Regions from separate parts of the Mus musculus genome. Here region 1 is linked to region 2. The links are chromatin contacts, called in public HiCAR-type maps. All regions are on one chromosome and are shown on one strand. Each heading gives the region's core, a stretch centred on a gene start, on an enhancer-like site or on the middle of the called end of the contact. The rest is flanking DNA. Distances are from core to core; before and after follow the strand shown. Region 1 overlaps Snx25 (sorting nexin 25). Region 2 overlaps Fam149a (family with sequence similarity 149, member A).

Region 1 (4,912 bases), core at 1,125-3,624, 790 kb after region 2:
TAAAAGTCCAATTGCTGTTTAAAAACAAACAAACAAACAGGTTTCTATACAGTCGTTTGAATGCTCAGAGCCTTCAGCAGACTATTCATTTTCTGAAGCCTGTACCCTCTGCAGGAAACTTGCTGAGTCACCTTTTCAGTACAATTGAAAACATACAGGGTTTTTTTTTTTTTTTTTTTTTTTTTTTTTGAAGAAAATCTAGGACACTGCCTACCCCAGTGTGATATGGGTTAGAAATGAACCCTACAGCATTTTTAAGCTAGCAACAACAATTGCCAAGGTGACATCACTGTGTACTACTCAGACAAAAAGCTGCTTAAGATTCTAGAGTTGGAAATAAACACAGGAATGACCGGAATTAAGAAGGTTCAACGTAGGACAACCACATCTCAAGACTTCAACCTTCACACTGAAGTGTAAACAGTAGGTGTTCTGTTTGCCTTTTGTTTCTGTGATAGAACACTAACCAAAACCAACTAGAGGGAAGGAAAGGGCTTACTGGGTTCATAGGCTGTAGGGAAGCTGAGGCAGGACCTGAAGTAGAGACCATGAAAGGATGCTGTTTACTGGCTCTTTTCAGACTCATAGTCAACTGCCTGCCTGCCTGCCTGCCTGCTTTCCTTACTCTTTCCTTTCTTTCCTTCTTATTGGATATTTTATTTATTTGCATTTCAAATGTTGGGGTCAAGTGCCTTTCTCACACAGCCCTGGCCCAACAGCCCAGGGAGGACACTGCCCACAGACTGGACCCTCCTATATCAATTAGCCATCAAGAAAATGCCCCAGACATGCCCACAGGCAAGTCTGGCTAAGGCAAATCTTCAATTGAATTCCTTTTGTCCAGGTGTGTCACACTGACGACAAAACTAACCAGGGCAGAGAGACTCTGGGGGTTGTTTGGTACTGAGTATGGGTTAAAGGGACCGGCACAACAGAACGCTTGAAAAATCTTCTCAGTTCCACCTGCCATGTAACTAGTGCAAATAAAGCCAAATAAAACCTTGACTATTTTCTCTTTCCTGGACCAGAACTCATTCTATAGCTCAGGCTGGTCACTGTGTGACCAAGGCTGGCTTCGGCTTCCAGATCATCTGCTTAGGCCTCTGGAGCACTGGGACTTGAGGCCTCAGCCACTCATTAACCCTCTTCACAATGTTATCGATCACTCTGGCCTAGTCACATTCTATTAGGCATTTCTATAGCCTACCTCTGATGTTATCACTCTTACACTCAAAAAATGTCGAAAGCTACTGGGCCTACAGACTAAACTTCAGTTCTACTCTCTTTTAAGGACATCTACGAGGCCAAGATTATCTTTCCAATCTTGGCTCCTGTGACTGACTCATCTGATATATTCACCAACAACTCAAATCTCAAAAGGTCCAATGCTCTGTCTCTGAAGCAGTTTTCAGCATCTTTTTAACAAGTGATGAAAATGTATATTGCTCCCTTTGGACTGCACTGCTGAATTCAAATACAGCTTCCTCATTTCCTAAGATATGTTTGCCAGTTTTGATTGGCATTTCTTTTTATGTTCCTTGTTTATATCACTCTACTTTGAAGTTATCATTATTCATATGTAACTTTATTATGTATTTCACAGCCTTAAAGAAGTCTTCCTTCCTAACAAGAGACCAGAAAATATAATTTTTCTGCATGTGCAATCACTGTGTATAGACTATGAAATGAGAGTTATCAAAAGCTTCTTGAATGAGTATTTTTATTAGTTTATAGTTAAAATATATCTAGAATGGATAGCAACTACACTGGTGCCTGCCTTTATAAAAAACAAACAAACAAAAAACCAGCTTCCCTATGTTCCCTATGTCCACTGTTTATCCTTCCATTCCTTTTTATGAATCATGTGACTGCATGACCTATAAAAAATTATACCTGAAATTATGTACAGCATGAATTTAAAATGCAGCATCCCTGATACCACAAACATTTAGGCAGGATTCTGATTTAAACGTTTTTAATTGGTATGCTGTGAACCAATTATCAATCCAATGATTTAATAGACATTTTTTAAAAAGACATTTTTTTCCTACTGGTCACCATGACTCAAAACTCCCTTAGTTGAAAAGTGAACAAATATTCTTAAAAGAGAGGTTAAATATATTATGTCATTATCTGTTGTCAAATTATCTAGGATTGTTTATCACATTAGAATAATAAAGGAAAGCCACAAAGAGGCTATGTATAGTCTCTCTAATTCCTGTTTCTTTCCTCTTCCTCCCAAGTAACTAAATTAAGTTTGTTTCACTCAAAGAACATTTGTATTAGTCAAAGAACCCATTTAGGAATCCTAGCAGCCTGATCCAAGCCAACTAGAGCAGGGGATGGCTGTGTGAATGTTCTTACTGTCTCTAGACATCTGCCTTTCTCTCCAGTCAATGTCACTCAGCCTGAGAGGACTGCACAGGGGCTACTCTTGTTTATCTCTGGATCCTCCCCAATGTCACAGTGCCACGCACTTTAGAGAGAGTAATTCAAGCTCTCAATGCTACTGTTGCAAGGCTCCCAACTCTTCGCTAGGAAGCTGGAAACTTTCAGACCTAAACCTGTCGTTTGTACTTACTGCCCCTTGTTCTCATCAAACTCCATCCCCCGAGAGCATACTTGGCGCTGGCACTCAGCAACTGGGCAGGCAAAAACAAAACAACCACCAAAACAAAACAAAAAACCCCAAAAAAGAAAAAAAAAGCAAACAAACAAAAAACTAACAAGATCAGAAAGTAGAAATGCTTGTTGATTTGATTTGACAGACTTTCTAAACTTTTCTGTCTGATTAACTTCACAGTCTCCCACTTTCCTTAAACAGCTATGGTCTTCTGTTCCCCGTATGCTACTACACGCAACTCCCGTGGATCCTGCTGTGCTGGCCCTCCAACTCCCATTAATTACTTACTCACTTTAACATGGTATAAATCAAATAGAAAAACATTAAGTATTTCAGTCGATGGAGGTTAATTTGTTTATCATATTAGCATAATAGCCCACAGTGTGTCCCCTATAAACATACACTATTATAAAATTTCCAACTTACAATAAGCCTTTTTTTTTAAGTAGCTAGTAAATTGTATCTACCAAAAAGAGAAAACTCCAGAGTGTGAGACAGAGAAGGTAGAAAGGAATTCAATGAGATCTATTTCCCAGAATGTCAGCTGTGCCCCTCTCTTCCACAAGAGGATACAGTCTCAACTGCCTGGAGCAATAAGCCTTTCGATATCAAATGACTCCATTCCCATTCTCATTTCTCCTGCCATTGCCTGCCTTGCGTCGAGTGCTAGGGTCCAGCGCCTGTACCTAGTGAATGCTCAAATCCAAACAGGCTAAGTGGTCTAGCAGAATTCCAAGCTACACTTTAGACTAGGAACATGACACTAGGACAGCCCTCTCAGCAAAGAACTGTGCTAAGAACTGTCCCTATAGGACCCAGACAGCTATTCTCCAGACACTGGGATCAACCTTGATCTGAAAGGCTTCTGTATGTCGTAAAAATACCACTGGACTGTTGAGATAGAATTTCTCTCTGGGATGAAAGCTACTTTTAATCAGTAGTTGTTCCTACTGATAAAAAAAAAAAATCCAAAATCTGAACATATCTAAGCTACCCACTAGGTATGAGATTAATTGTTAAGGAAAAGCACACACTTAAGTGACCATAAAGAAACCTAACTTTCCTAATTACCATCAGCAAACACTTGAGCAGCCTTCAACTCCTGTTAGGTACAGGGGATAATAACAAAACATGTCACTTATAGATCCTAACCACGTGGTGTTAACAACTGAGAACACAAGGACGCCTCCAGAAGCATGACAAGCCTCCTCAAGCCGGTGTCATAATCCACACCTCCAATCCCCGTCCGTCCTCAGAAGCTGCGGCAGGAAGAGGCCCAGGCTGTGCATGAGAACTCTGTACAAGCCTGAGGGCCTGAGTTTACATTCCCACCATCTTTGTTGGGTGCATACACTCTGTAAAAGACGGAGCTTTCAGAGGATAGAGACAGGCAGTTATCCCTAGATAACTCACTGGCCAGCCAGGTTAGCTCCAATGGGAAGCTGCAGCATCATTGAGACCCTGTCTCGATGATGATGATGATGATGATGATGATGATGATGATGACAACGACGACGACAAAGATGATGACAATAATAGTAATAGTAATGTGGAGAAAGAAAACGGCATCACTGTTGACCTCTGGCCTCAATGTGGGCCAGTGTACTCACACACATACATGCACACAAATATGCATGCATGTACCACATATACAAAATAAAAATTATATTTTTTATCGAAAATAGTTTTTATACAATATATTCTGACTACAGTTCCCTTCCCCCAGCTTCTCCCAGTTCTTCCCCACTTCCTGACCCACCCAAATCCACACCATCTCTTTCTTTCATTCTTTCTTCTCTTTAAAATATAAATGGGAATTTGAAATAATAATAAGATATGTTAAGATCAAATAAACCAGAATAACACAAAACAAACAGGAAAAAGAGCCAAAGAAAAAGCAAAATCCATTAAAAAAAATCAGAAACCATAACATATAAACAAAAGATCTGTACAGTTTTTTTTTAAATCTCCAGACAAAGCATTGTATGACAAAACAAAAACAAAAACAACAACAACCAACAAACAAAAAAACAACAAAAAAAGAAAATTCCAAAAATGCCATTGAGTTCATTTTGTATCATCTACGGTGGGTATGAGGCCTGCCCTTAAATGTGGTTTTACACACCCAGTGAGACTCTGTTGGAGAAAACTAATTTTCCTTTGTGAGTGGGAGCTCATATCCACTTCCCATCTTGGCACTGGGACCCCATCTGGCTTAGACCTGTGCAGGCCCTGTGTGTGCCTCCACAGTCTCTGTGAGTCCACAGGTATGTCAGTCCTCTTGTGTCC
Region 2 (5,355 bases), core at 737-3,236:
AAGATAAAAGCTGGCTTTGCTTTTAATTAAAATAGTAGCTAACTTTTAACATTTGAGTTTTTAATATAAATGGAAAATACCCTGCCTTTACATACCTACTTAAAATTCACTGAAGAGAAAGGGATTCTTTTAAAAATTAATACTTATCTGCAGAGATTAGCTAAGAATATCTGCCATCTACTGATGTGGTTTTTGTACAATGATTAACAGAATGGTGTTATTTTCCATTCCTACTACCTGTCTGTCTTATGTTCAGTTAAATAATTCTGAGGCAAAGATATTAAAAAGAAGCAGAAAAAAGAACTTAGCATACTGCAAGATTTTATGCTCTCTCTCTCTCTCTCTCTCTCTCTCTCTCTCTCTCTCTCTCTCTGTCTGTCTGTCTGTCTCGTTGCTTGGGCTTGAATCCAGAAGGTCTTTGTGTAAGGCAAATGCTCTGCCACTGAGCCACTCCCTCCACCCAGCTCCCATGCCGATAAAACACTTTCTATTAGCACTGTTCAGATGTTTCTAAGTTGACTTTAAAATCACATTGTGATTCAACTTTTAGGTAATCATAGAAATTCTTATAAACTAGCCTTTCAAAGACCAACTAAATATTATGTCGAGTAGCTGTATTTTGAACAGTAAGGAGCTTAAGTTAGATTCGAGCTAACATGCCATCCAGTTGGATGATGGCGTCCATGATGGGAGACTAGCAGTTTTCTCTCTGAGGCCTTCTTCATAGCAGACTCACCCATGGACTTCTCTTCCCTGTGGCTCAACACACACACACATCTGCAAACTAACAACACAGCAGCCATCTTCCCCTCGTCCTAGAAGCATCGATCCCAAGTGCATGGAGCAGATAGGATGCAGCTCACCACAAGATGGAGAGTGCTGACATGGCATTCTAAGTATCCTTTGCTTCTTGGGCTATGTTATTATTAGGGTTTAGTCCTTCGGTTTCTCTGTTCTCTAGCCAAACACTGGTTCCATGCATAACTTTGAACATCTTAATCCCCTGTGAACTGTCCACTCCTTGGACTAAATATGCAAACTTACAGGACATATCCTATCCTGTAAGTACTTTAGAACTTATACCCTGTGCAATGTCTGTTAAACTCATGATACTCAATACCTAGACATTTGACAGTTTTATGTTAGTCCTTTCCTTATGCTTACATTCTAGAGCTAGGAACAGTTTTCTTGTGTGCACCTTTGAAACCAATATGTGGGCTCTCCTGAGGTGGGCTAAATGGAGCCATAACGCACACACGTGGGAGTTAGGCTCAATACTGATCTCCAGGAGTTCCTCCAGAGACTCCACATAGTCTGGTTTGATTGATTGATTGATTGATTGATTGATTGATTGATTGATTGATTTAGGTGGATTTCTGAGAACCTGCAAACCTGGCCGGGGTGGGGGGGATGTCAAACTGCCCCGTGGAGGTACAAGTAACAGTCCATACACCCTTCAAAACACCATTTCTCTGTCCGAAAGGAGTATTTGAAGTAGATACAGTCTTTAGATTAAAATGCAGGATAGTCAAGTGTGTGTGTGTGTATGTGTGTTGTTTTCTTTCTGTGTGCTGGAAGTTGAGCAAGGGCCTCTTCATGCAAGCCAGGCAAGCACTCTACCCCTGAGTTAAAACCAGCAGGGATCTGGTTTTCAACTGTGTAGCCAACATACCCAAGGGGAGAGGAATAATCCTTCGAAATCTAAGAAGCTACCTTAGTTCTGGGGACTGTACCTTCTGGTACGCGGTAATGAGTCTCTGAGTGAAGAAGCGACGTCACTTGGGAAGGCCTGCTGGTGCCAGCATGCTACAATTTCATGAATGAATGCCGGAAGGAACGCACACACCAGATGTATTTTGCCTTTGCAGGCAGGGGGAAAAAATCACGCACTTCTCACAAAACCAAGCCATAATCTAGAACTCGTTACACCCAGCCGGGGTGAACTTACCCAATTACAATCAACCTCAGGCTCTGGCTCTTGTCCCACAGGCCGGGCCGGGAGCCTCGGGGCCTGGGCAGCACTGTGCGGTGGTTGTCCGCGCCGTTCTCACGCAGGGCAAGGGCTGCAGCATGTCCCCGGATCCCCGGGACCTCAGCTCCGCGCCCGCCCAGCCCTGAGCCCCGAGCCCCGCTAGCGCTGAACCCGCGGAGTGTCCGGGACCAGCGAGCCGGCAGAGACGGAGCCAGGGGCGCTGGCGGGGCCCATGGGCGCGGCGGATCCCGGGGCTCCGGGCACGGCTTCCGGCTCCGGACCCTCAGATCCAACAGAGGCTGGATGCCACAGCGAGGTCTCTCAATTCTCCCATCCTTCCTGCCTCCTGCCTCGGCCCGGGCTGCAGTGGGCAGAATCGTGGCTAGCACTCCCCGCCCCTTCCCGCCCTCTCTGGCCAGGACCTCCGGAAAAGCTGGCCACTGCTTCTGCAGATCAGATTTCTATATCCAGAGACCAGAGGATTTGGTGGTCTCCCTGAGCCAACCCCACAGTCCTCTCTAAAATACTGATTTTTCAAGCCCTGATATTTCCAGCCTAGCTTCTCCAACATAGCATTTAGAATCCTGAGAGAAAGGCAAAGAACTGTACAAGATTTCACATCCTTCCTGCCAGCATCAATGAGATGCAAGGTTTCAGGTGAGAAGGCAAAGAGAGGTTTAAAATAACCAAGGCCTCGATCTAGTAAATGCAAGATTAATCAGAGCTTTAGGTCTGATAATACACAAGATCAGAGCATCCTTTGCTGTGTAGTCTCTGCTTCTGCAAACAGATCCTCAAAGTCACACAAACCAGTCATTTTACTGTAAGCCACAGAGCGTCTTTGCTGATCGACTCATTGGTTTATTAATGCATGTGTTTGTTTCCTTGCGTGTTTTGAGATGGTCTCTCTCCTTGTAGCCCAAGTTGGTCAGGGACTGACTATGTAGCCAAGGCTAGTTCCAACCATAGAGATCCTGTTGTTTCAGCCTCTTGAGTGACCCCTGGGGATTCGAAAGTGAATTACCACAATCATTTGTGTGTGTGTGTGTGTGTGTGTGTGTGTGTGTGTGTGCATATGAGTGTATGTACAAATGCATGTGCATGCATGTGTGTCTGTATGTGTGTGAATGTGTGTGCATGGGTGTCCGTCCCAGATATCTACTTTTAAATATCAATATATCACAAACGTATTCCTGGAATGAAACAGTAGTTCTAGACCTACGCAGATCCGTGGTAAACTGCTTCTCTGGAGGCCTGAGTGCAACCTCCATCTGCACAAAAATCAAACTTAAAAACACCAAGGTTGAGGCCCCATGATCGTCCCCCACCCTTTCATGTTAGCATGCCCAGTATTGGTACCCTCAAAGAGCTACAGGCAACTAAGAAATGCTGAAAGAGGGAGAAATAGCCTTCCTCAGGGTAGAGCCCCCAAATGGTTATCCACTAACAAATGGTCAGTCTTAAAATCATATACATCGAAGTAATATTATATGGACCGAGCAGATTTTATTTATGTAATTAGGAACATTTATACATATATACATACACTTATATAGACATCTGTATATATAAGAACAATTTGAAAAAAAATAAATGTGGCCTTAATTTGAGAGTGAGAAGGGTCAGGGGAGGAAAGAGATGGGTTAAATAATGTATATGTATTTTAATTTAAAAATATTTTTTAAAAGACTGAAAACTTATTTCCACATGTTCACAATCTGCAGAATTCAGATATGCTGTCAAGACTTGCTTTCTGTTCCTTGTGAGGTGGCTCAGATTTTTGCCTGGTGGCTGATGGGGTCTGGAGGATCCACGAGGACTTCATGCAGGTGTGCACCCAATTAGATCGAGAAGTGACTCATGTGTGGCTAAAAGCCTGCTTTTAGTTGAACATCCCTTTTGTGAAGTCTCAAGACTTCAAATAGTTCCTCCAGCAGGATGGCTACCAAACAACACAGTCACATGGGACACCAAGAAACTAGACACTGTCCACTCCATCAAAGCCCGGCCTGACTCCGGGTGGTGACACTTCTGATACATACTATAATTAAAGCGGTCATGGAAATTGAAGGCGTGGAAGTGAACCGCACATCTCATCAGGAAAGACGTCCCAGTCGGCAGCCATCTTGGATCCACGGCAGTCCCAAGTCCCTGCTCCTGCACAGGTTAACCCTCTCAGCACGTCCAGACATGGGTGGGACAGCTGCTTACAGGGCATTCCCTTCGCATCACATACCTGTGAACAAACAGCTCAAACAGGCGCTCGCAACTCTTATTGCTGATGAGTACAGCCTCGTCACTTGGGCCCAAGGGCCGATTGGTAAAAACTGACATCTCTTGTTTTCATCTCCTGTCGATCACCTTTACTTTAGCTGAAGGCACGCACAGATAAGCCATTCTCCTAAATTTTGGATCCCTAAAATGACATACCACAGGGAAAGTCTTGGGCCTTGCTCAGCTTCTTCTCTTTAAATCTGAAACTCGTGTCGGGATCCAGAGGATGAATGTGGGGTCTTTGGACTCCTTTCTCGGGTTCCCTTCCCAATGTGGATGCGCTGAATAAAATTCCTTCCTGATTTTTTAAAAAAACATTACTCATCTTTACTTTTACCATTCCTTTTATTGGCATATGGAATGGATGGCAGAGCCTTTGGGGGCTTCCAGAACCACCATGGCTTTGGCTCTCAAAGCCCCAGTTTCGAGAGGAGCCACCAGCCTTCTACACAGACAGAGAACAACGGAGGTTCTTGCAGGGATAGGATAACCTTGTTGACCTTCTTGTTTAACAAACACAGCAAAGGCAGGCACATGCCGACAGTTCCCCATGAATACTCACTTCTGCTCTCTGCCATCTTCCCGGCCCTTATCCCACTCTCTGTTTCCAGTCTTTGTGCTTGCTGGTGCTATTGCAACCTATTCAGCAGGTTTCTCCCAGAACTCTGGGTAAGCGGTCCTGCTTCCTTTTAGTCCAAGTCAGTGGTTCTCTCCACTACTCCTCCAACACGACTCCCCTGTAGCACACTGCCGTTTACTTAAAATTCATCAGATTTCATTGTGTTCCCTCTAAGCCATACCACCATTTGTGAGTTGGCCCTTTGGTGAATGTCAAGGCTTCTGATAGGATTTTTAGGATCTTTGAAGACCACGTGATATAAGAAAACACTTCAGCTCTTTCTGAGTTCTTTATGAGCCACACCTTTGACTTCAGCTGTGATCAATGAATGCTGTGTCGGATCTCATTCCTGAACAGAGCCCATCTCCTAGTGTTGCCTAGGGAGACAGTCTTACCTTCAGAGCTTTGGACACCCAAAGGGCAGGGTCTGAGCTGAAACGACGACCATCTAATGCACACCTAGGCCAGGACTGCTCAATTATGCATAGCT

What was found. HiCAR-type assays count read pairs that join an accessible place to other places.
Region 1: a HiCAR-type map of astrocytes shows a contact between it and region 2, with 2.9 times the contacts expected there. The contact joins two enhancer-like sites. A contact is called at or near these places in 6 of 39 promoter capture datasets (the 3T3-L1 cell line, cancer-associated fibroblasts, hippocampal neurons and 1 more), 1 of 115 datasets of contacts at active chromatin or transcription factors (astrocytes) and 1 of 9 other capture datasets (liver).

Annotation. Positions count from the first base shown.
Region 1 is chr8:46,143,972-46,148,883 of GRCm38.p6, forward strand. All of the region lies in intron 1 of Snx25 (sorting nexin 25), which reads right to left. Among named protein-coding and RNA genes, the nearest start is that of Snx25, 6.0 kb to the right of the region's middle. Within about 2 kb of position 2,375, at least 34 of the 459 cell types and tissues checked have an H3K27ac peak or open chromatin away from gene starts, as enhancers often do. A contact at or near this core is called in astrocytes, where this site is marked.
Region 2 is chr8:45,356,450-45,361,804 of GRCm38.p6, forward strand. The region is part of intron 1 of Fam149a (family with sequence similarity 149, member A); the gene reads right to left. Among named protein-coding and RNA genes, the nearest start is that of Fam149a, 23 kb to the right of the region's middle. Within about 2 kb of position 1,987, at least 162 of the 459 cell types and tissues checked have an H3K27ac peak or open chromatin away from gene starts, as enhancers often do. A contact at or near this core is called in astrocytes, where this site is marked.